2 separate regions of the Rattus norvegicus genome follow, and region 2 is linked to region 1. A link is a contact called in public HiChIP or PLAC-seq data. All regions are on one chromosome and are shown on one strand. The core of a region is the stretch at or near the end of the contact, and the rest is flanking DNA. Distances in the headings are between cores, read along the strand shown. Region 1 overlaps LOC102549089 (a long non-coding RNA gene). Region 2 holds the start of Rfc3 (replication factor C subunit 3).

Region 1 (4,178 bases), core at 914-3,413:
AGCCATCGTAGAGAAGTACCAGCCAGCAAATGTATTAAGCTCTTTAAACACAGCAAGTGACACACACGTGTGCACATAGGAGCAAGTAATGAACACACACGGGTTCCTTTTTTACTACAAGGCTGGTTTAAAATGAAGAGGAGGATGTGTGCTTTTGTCTCATTAGTATAAATACTTGTTAACAGTTATTTGAAGGCACCCTGCTACCTCCCTATGTCCCTTTAAATGGAAACTCATTCAGGTTAGTGAGGAAGAAGAGAGAGAAGGATTAAAAAGGAGGGAGAGGGAGGAAGGCGGGGAGGGATCTCTGATTTGGAATTTTCTCATGTTTAATCACTAAAAACAATGGAGTTAGAATATCCTATTTTATTTATTATTATTTTTGTATACGCAGTTTATGTGTATTATTATTTTATGTATGTCTGTGTACCGTGTGCATGCCTGGAGCCAGACTTAACCCCCGAGCCATCTCACTAGTGCCTGGTAATGGAAGTCTTACTGAGTCATTATAAAAATACCATTTCACTTATCTTCACAGTTAGATACACTATCTTGTAATTAAAGGCAATATAATCTTTATAGTAATCACTCACAACTTCAGTAAACAACTTAACTTTTTAGTATTAAAAAATTACTTTTAGGAATAACTTTAGCTACGAACACGGCAAGCCTATCTATGAACAGCTGTATTTCTATTGGGTACAAAAGGAAGGGTTACCGAGAGTAAGGCATTTACCGATAGCTTAGGGTCAAATGCCACTGTCAAACTCAGAATACAAAGGCTTCAGGAAGCTTGCTCTTAAAAAACAAAACAAAACAAAAAAAAACCAACCAAACAAACAAAAAAAAACCGAAAGCAGCGTGAAGATTTTAAATTACATAGTAGGGGTAAGGGGCAATGACTCAGTGAAAAGAATGAACTACAAAGAAGTTACAAAAGGAAAGGGATTTTTAAAAGATTATCTTCCAGGAGGTTAAATGTCTGTTGAAGTGATTTTTGTCCTTTTTTGAGTTACCGATTTTCAAGAAACTTTGAAGACAGAAATGGCATCGTAATTAAGAAATTTAGTATACCTGGTGTTACAGCACCCTCTACGACAGAGTCTACTTATATGAACGTGTTTTCCTAATGTGTGACTGTACAAAAGACATGGATTTAGCGCTTCGTTTACTCCCATTGCACTGGCCGGAAAGGCTACTAACCTGTCGGGTTTCAGTGTCAATACTGCAAAACCAGCAAACAGCGCTCTCAACAAAGCAATCTTGAATTCTAAACGATTCCAACTGTGGGCCTTAATCACCCAGCTCTCCTTCCACATCACCTCTCCCAGTCCTAAACTGTAGTGAACCGGACTCTTCAAAGTCTTCTGAATTCAAATGCATGCACAAGTAGGGAAACCAGTGCTGTAGGGGGGGAAAATGCCCAGTGACAAGTGAGCACAAATAAGGGACAATTCACTAACTTACACTGTGCGTCTTGATACACAATAACTGAAACAATACCTAACAGTGCTCCAAGTTTATTATATCTGGACTTTGAAACATGAACCCTTTAACAGTTATGTTCACTTTCTAGCTTTGGTGGAAATTCGTTTCCCCTTATCTAAAGGAAAGAACCACATGCAATCATAGCGAATATTTCATAGTTCTGAGATAAACCTGCTGAGACTGTCTTGGTTTAAAAACCTATTAATTTTCCTAATCCCTAATACTGCTCGTTTTCGCAACACCCGCTTAACGGATGTAATGGAGCAAAATATTTTTCTAACACAAGCTAACGAAAGGCTACAAAGTAAAGCCTTCTCTCTGCAAAACGAGAAATGGAGGACCTCGGTCCACTCCGACCGAAGAACCGAAGCGCAGTGTACAGAGAGCGCGGCCCAGAAATGAGGAAACAAAAAGCAGAACACGAGGAGGCAGGAACTGTGTTACTATGGCTTGAAAAGACGGAAAGAGGCCGGCTTCCTCCCGCTTGAGGTCCGTTCCCCTTCTGGACTCCAACCATTTCCGCTCAGAGTAACCACAAAACCCTTCCCGCGCGGGAACTCGGCAGAGGAGGAGTCTTGGGTCCCGCCCTTCTGGCGGAATGCATAAAGCCTACCAGAGCCGAGGAGTCTCTGGAATGTTCTGAAGGGAGGAAGCACGCCCCTCCGCGGGCTGAGGAACACTCGGCGCCAGATGGCGCTACCGCACCGAGAGCCAGAGCCTGCCCCTCAAGGGAGATGGGACGAGCTGCCACCGGAAGTGAGCGCTCAGCTAGCCTCCCGTCCCGGATATCCAGCCTTCTGGCGTGTTCCCGCGCGAGGGCGGAGCTACAACCGGAACCGGACTGCGAACGCGGGGCCTTGTGGAGGAAGAGCAAGGAGGAGCCTTGGAGGTTCTGACTTCCGATGCGCGCGCCTGGTCTTGGGGTGACCGCGAGGGGCGGGGCCTCCGGGCGCGCTTGCGCATTAGGAGGGCGTTGTTGCTTGAGGACTGCTCATTTCTCCATCTTTGATCGTTCGCAGGGGTCTACAGGCGAAAATGAAAGTGATGTCTTAGCAGGGTTTTGTTTGTTTTGTTGCTTCCCACCCGCAGGAGTTGGTTTCTGGCTGTAAATTCCGTTTCTGGAAATCTCTGGAAAGTTAGCGATGTACAAGGTAGTCTTTCTCGCCATTAATCCCTTTGAGTTCATCTCAGCTAGTGTCTGCGCTGGGCCTGATCTGATCGTCCTTGTCTCTCGTTACCTTCTGGCTCTTCGTGACAGCTAATAGGATCTAAGGATTTGGGGAAGCATATATCATGGGCTTTTAAAGCACTTAATTTGAGTGTTACTCTCTATTTTTTTTGTTAGGATGTTGGCATTCTGCATTCCGTGGTGTGGCTTTGCACCAGTTTGTTGAGAAAGCTGCCCGAGGAAAATCCCGCCCCTTTCCCACGTTGGCTGGCTGATTAAAACACATTTTTAAGTAGATGGACAGTACTTCGCCCTAGTACATGGGCTTTGTTTTGGTTTTAGATGTATCATGAGAAGTATGAACTTACATTGCAGAATGTATAAACAGTATTAGTGTACACACACACACACACACACACACACACACTTTAGACTAAAAGACAGTTTCCCAAAGCTCTCGAGTTTCCCAGAAATGTCCTCAGCTTTTGGTAAATGCTTTTAGGAATTCCAGAGGTCCTTGCCAAAGATTTAAATAAAGTCAAACATAAAAACGTAACAAAACACACACACACACACACACACACACCATTTTGTGTTGATCAATTTTGTTGGCCAATTACTTCTGGGCACGGGCCTTCCCTGAAATGTGGTTGATACTCCATTGGGGAAAATCGATTTTACCGTTCCCAGTATTATCAGTAGTAAATACCTCTTGGTTAGGAATGGAACTTGGTATTTTTTTTTTTAAAGATTTTATTTATTTTATGTATGTGAGTTATACTGTCAATGTTTTCAGACACACCAGAAGAGGGCATCGGATCCCATTACAGATGGTTGTGAGCCACCAGGTGGTTGCTGGAAAATGAACTCAGGACCTCTGGAAGAGCATTTAGTTCTCCTAACTGCTGAGCCATCTGTCCAGCCCGGAACTTTGTATTCTTTAACCCCTAGTTTGTATTGGGATTTTTTTTTCCTGCTTGAACCTATTGTGAACGAAAACTCCTGAATGGGGGTAGGGAGGGCTGTGTGGCAGGGACTAATTAGAATTTTAGTACTGTGGCAAAATTGTAAATGTTACAGGTCCAGAGTTTAATCACGTTGTTTTGGGCTAGTTTTAGTCCCCTACATACCACAACTGCCATTCCTTACTCACCTTTGTGTCAGAGCTAAAATCCCATGAGAGAGTTTTTAAGAAGAAAACTAAAGTCTGTTGGCAGATACTGGCTTCAACCAACCTGAAAGCCAAGAAAGTCGTCGGATGAGACAGGCTGTAGGAAAGCCTGCCCCATCTTGCTGTAATTGCCTCAATGGTATTCCCACCAAATGTATTCTAAATGTCTTGATTCATGATTGTCTTTGTCCTGTAAAACTAAACTAAAACTAACGTGGGAACATGGGATATGGGATGACCTAAGTCTGTGTCCCTGGGCCATGGTCACTCAAAGTGACTCCAAACCAAACTATGTCTCAGTCCCTTTAAGGCGAGTACTGTTTTCTGCTTTGACTCTGGAGGTAATATGTG
Region 2 (4,178 bases), core at 542-3,041, 110 kb before region 1:
CGCTAAGCATTTTTTTTTCCCTTTCTGAATACAAAATACCGTTAAGACACCGTATGCGATACCATGGAGGACTTGACACTAGGCATGACACATCCTCTACATAACTTCAAAACAAATACAGTCTTGCCGAGGTAAAAGATAACCAAGGTAAAAGCATAACCAAGGCACACTAACACACTACCAGGTGTAAGGAGCTGCCAATTCTGCCAGGCTGAGTAGCACTTAAAAGAGAGAAGGGCATGTCAGGGACCGGGGAAATGGCTGAGCGAAATACACGTGTTGTGCGGACACATGCCAACTTGATGGCGCCACCTAAATCTAGCACTAGTACAAATGCAACTGTCTGTGATACCGGGGACCTCACAGAGCGGCGGGAAGCAGAGATGGGAGAATCTCCATAAGCTCCCTCCCAGGTCCGCCAGCTGGACTCGGGGGATAGCAAGGGAACATTTCTCTTAAACAAAATGAGAGAGGACTGGCAGCCGCCAGTTCTACTATGCACCCCGCCTTCACAAACATGAGCACACAGGCACACAACTTCTTAGGTCACACACTAGGGGGTCAGTGGTGGGAGAGGTAGACACATGACCAGGATTGAAAATCCCCACCAGAAACAGCTGCTAAGCCTCAACCGGAGATGCTTACTGTGATAGTCTGATGCTCAATTCTCAGTTTTTCCACCCCAACACCATAAAGTTCACGTAGAATACACATAATTCTTGTCTTTTTTCCAGCACCCGATGGTCCATATACTAAGAGGTGAGGAAAGTCTCCACACTGCACCTAAGGACAAAAGAACAAGACATTCGATCCTACTTAAAGTAGGTGAGCCAAGCTAAACTACTTTTAAAATACCAAGACACTCAGTTTATCATCCAATTCCAAGAAAATATGTACCAAACTCTGGACACTAATTTAATCTAACTTACATGCACAACACAGAACACACAAGGCATGTTAAATGCTTAAAAGTTAGAACTCCCTAAGTAAGCTATCTGAAGGGCCCGTTTGAAAATAAGGGGTGACCAAAGGTGAAATACATCTCTTAACTAAGACATATGCTTGTCTGGCCCGGGTACCCCAAAACTGGTCCTCTTGCTCAGGCGTAGGTGCACTGATTTCCTTGTAAGTTCACTTGGGAGATATAGAAGAACTTCACACTAGAACGGGGTTGATGCGAAGCTATGGAAAAGGCAGCAATAACAGTTCTATCAAACGAAAGAGTACTATTAGCATGGACGGTGTATCTTGCCTTTAGGAAACTGAACATCAACGCTACTGAAGGAAAACAGGTATTTGTATAAACAGAGTATAATGTTCTATTTTAAATTAGTGTATGCATCACAAAACAAAAACAAACCTGTAGCAGAAGCGCCTATCTGGCCCTTGCAGAGACACAGACGCCGGGGCACATCCCCATCCCCGCCCCCTACAGCCGGTCCTTGCTCATTATTCTCCATTACACTGGCCTTCTTCAGGTCCTCACACCAAACTCATGGGAACCCACGCAGCAAAAACACTGCACTTTGAGGAACTCGTCACTCTGATCCCCTCGCTGACACTGGGGCGCCCGTCTCCTCCCTTCCCCGGCTGTGCAGGAAGAGCCGAGCCGGGCAGCCTTCGCCCTCCCGGTCGGCTTACCAGGTTGCGCAGCTGTGCTGCCTGCTCCTTGTGATAGTCCAGCCGTGCAAGGGAGCTCGGCCGGTATTTGTCCACCCAGAGGCTCATGGCTGCTTCACAGCCCCACCGGCGAGCCCGTCACCAAGACAGACGAGTTTTCCCGCGAGCGCGAAAGGCTGCGACGTCATTTCCGGCAGCCAGCGACTTCCGGTTAGGGAGGCTGGGAAATCCAAACGGGGCCTGAAGTGGTCGCTGCAGTTCCCACTGCGCCACTACACCAACAGTCGTTGCGTTTATGGGGTGTGCTGTCGTTGTCCCTTTGTTCTCTCTCTGTGACATTGTAGAAAACATTCGAAGGAGTTAAAGATGTATCTCTGACAGGCAGGATGTCCAATATGAGTGCTGAGCGAAGGAGGTTTCCCCCGTTTCATTCTTTCATTTATTCACCGGTTCACAACTCCATTCTAATTAGTGCTACCTAATTTGCTATCTTTGTAGAACTGTTTTTTCCTTAAAATAAATAAATAAATAAATAAATAAATAAATAAATAAATAAATAAATAAATCAATCCGTCAATGGTCAATGAGTATTTGCCTATGACTCTGTGAACTGTGTGCTCTGAAGTGAGAAAGAAAATGAAATTGGAAGCAAAAGTATTGAAAGGGCCATGTTTGATACACTGGGATAGTGAGCATGGAAAGACTTTCAGAGATGGAGAGTGAGGCAGGTGCTACTGGGATTTGGCAACAGTGCCCAGAAGCATGACAGACAAACTTGCATAAAGACAGATAGTTCGTGGTGGATCCTAGAGTATGTGCTATGTTCTAAAAGATTGAAAGAATATGGAGAGAACATAGCAAAAAAAAAAAAAGAAAGAAAGAAAAGAAAAAAAAACCCACAACAACAACAACAAAACCTCCCCTAGTTTTACTTGTTTTCACAAATACAAAAACACAGATGCCCCCATTCATTTAGATCTCCAATAAAATTTTGGTGTGTGTGCCCCAGGCAATATCGCAGTGAGATTAATTTTTATCTGAAATTGGATTTTAATTGGTTGTCCCGTATTTTTTTTTCTTTTTTTTTTTTTTTTTCCGGAGCTGGGGACCGAACCCAGGGCCTTGCGCTCCCTAGGCAAGGGCTTTACTGCTGAGCTAAATCCCCAAACCCCCCCCCCCCCCGTATTTTTTATCTTACAGCCATGCTCGGATTTCTTCAACTTATGAGACCTGGGGTAGTAGTTGGGAAGGAGGGAGAGAGTCCTCACATCACAGCCAGTGGCCAAGGCCAGCTCTGCCCTGCTGCCTGGAGTAGCTTCAGAAGTTACTTCGGGACACCCGGAAGCTTGTTGCACCGGTCAGTCTTGGTTGTCAGCTTGGTGAGGTTTGGAATCATCATACAAACTACTACATGGGCATGTCCCTGGGTGCAGTAGAGTATTAAAGACCACGTAGTTACAGTCTGTCAATTAAGCTTAAGTTGTTTAACATTCAGAAAGATGTTCTAGGTTTTAAAAGATGCTTTTGGGATGGTAAAACAAGTTAAATCGAAAATGATTTAGGTACAAAAGTGCTTTATCTAAATTGCCAAGTATAAATAGAATGGACATTATAAACGTACATCATGCCTTAGGGTTTTCATAATCGTTATATAATCATATTCGATTTATGTTTGAAGGAAAAAGTGCTTTATATTGAAGTGAAAAGGGGAACCACAGAGTGTCTTGTGCATTGTACAGATACCTTACCCATCAATTAAACAGCCTACGGCTTAGGAAAGAAATAGAAGTAGAAGACCTGTGGGGAGGGGTGGTTTGTGGAGAAACAATTCTGGGAGACATAGAGGCAGGGGGAGAGGAGCCCAAAAGAGGTGAGGAAATGGACACATGGTACCTGAGCATAGGTAACCAGCCATGTGGCAAGATGTAGGTTAAAATAAATGGTCTTACTTCTGGGAGCATAGGCCTGGGAGGCAGAACCGGGGCCTAATGTCAACGCAATAAAGTGGAAAGAGTTCTGTTTCAAACATTCTTTTGAAAGCTAGAGTCACTATATGGAATATTCCGGGCATTTATTCTGGGGTTTCATGAGAATGTAACATTTAGTCCTTGTTTGCTTGCTTGCTTGTTCGTTTGTTTGTTTATCTATTTAATGTATGAGTAGCAAAATGCAGAGAGAATTCATTTTATTTTTTTAACATAGCGTTCTTATTAATTTGCCCTTTGAGAATGTCACACTGGCAGAGTGTTCTAGTCTTATTTCTGTTGTTGTGATAAGCACTGGCCAACATCAACTTGGGAAGTGTTTATCTGGTTTACACTTCCCCCGAGCATCATGGGAAGTGAGGGCCGGAATTCAAGCAGGAACCTGAAGGCTGGAAATGAAGCAGAAGACCTGAAAGGGCACTGCTGACTGGCTCAACAACAACAACAAAAAAAAAACAAACAAAAAACAAAAAACAAAAAACCCAAAACACATATTTTTAAAATGGTATTCACCCTTCTCCTAAGTCCTTCCCAGATTTACCTCAGATGCATTCATTTCATTGTGTCCCCACT

What was found. HiChIP or PLAC-seq counts read pairs in DNA pulled down with a chosen protein or histone mark.
Region 2: an H3K27ac HiChIP or PLAC-seq map of oligodendrocytes shows a contact between it and region 1, with 6 times the contacts expected there. The contact joins the promoter of Rfc3 here to the enhancer-like site in region 1. A contact is called at or near these places in 11 of 12 Hi-C or Micro-C datasets (the A7r5 cell line, Schwann cells, frontal cortex and 6 more) and 1 of 1 datasets of contacts at active chromatin or transcription factors (oligodendrocytes).

Annotation. Positions count from the first base shown.
Region 1 is chr12:5,724,621-5,728,798 of GRCr8, reverse strand. LOC102549089 (a long non-coding RNA gene) reads right to left here. Exons shown (of 4, transcript XR_005491747.2): 3 at 2,102-4,178; 4 at 1-1,404. It also overlaps a transcript of Stard13 not described here. Among named protein-coding and RNA genes, the nearest start is that of Rfc3, 110 kb to the left of the region's middle. Within about 2 kb of position 2,163, at least 76 of the 93 cell types and tissues checked have an H3K27ac peak or open chromatin away from gene starts, as enhancers often do. A contact at or near this core is called in the A7r5 cell line, Schwann cells and liver, where this site is marked.
Region 2 is chr12:5,834,181-5,838,358 of GRCr8, reverse strand. Rfc3 (replication factor C subunit 3) reads right to left here and starts at 1,791. Exons shown (of 9, transcript NM_001009629.1): 1 at 1,642-1,791; 2 at 646-783. The coding sequence starts at 1,728.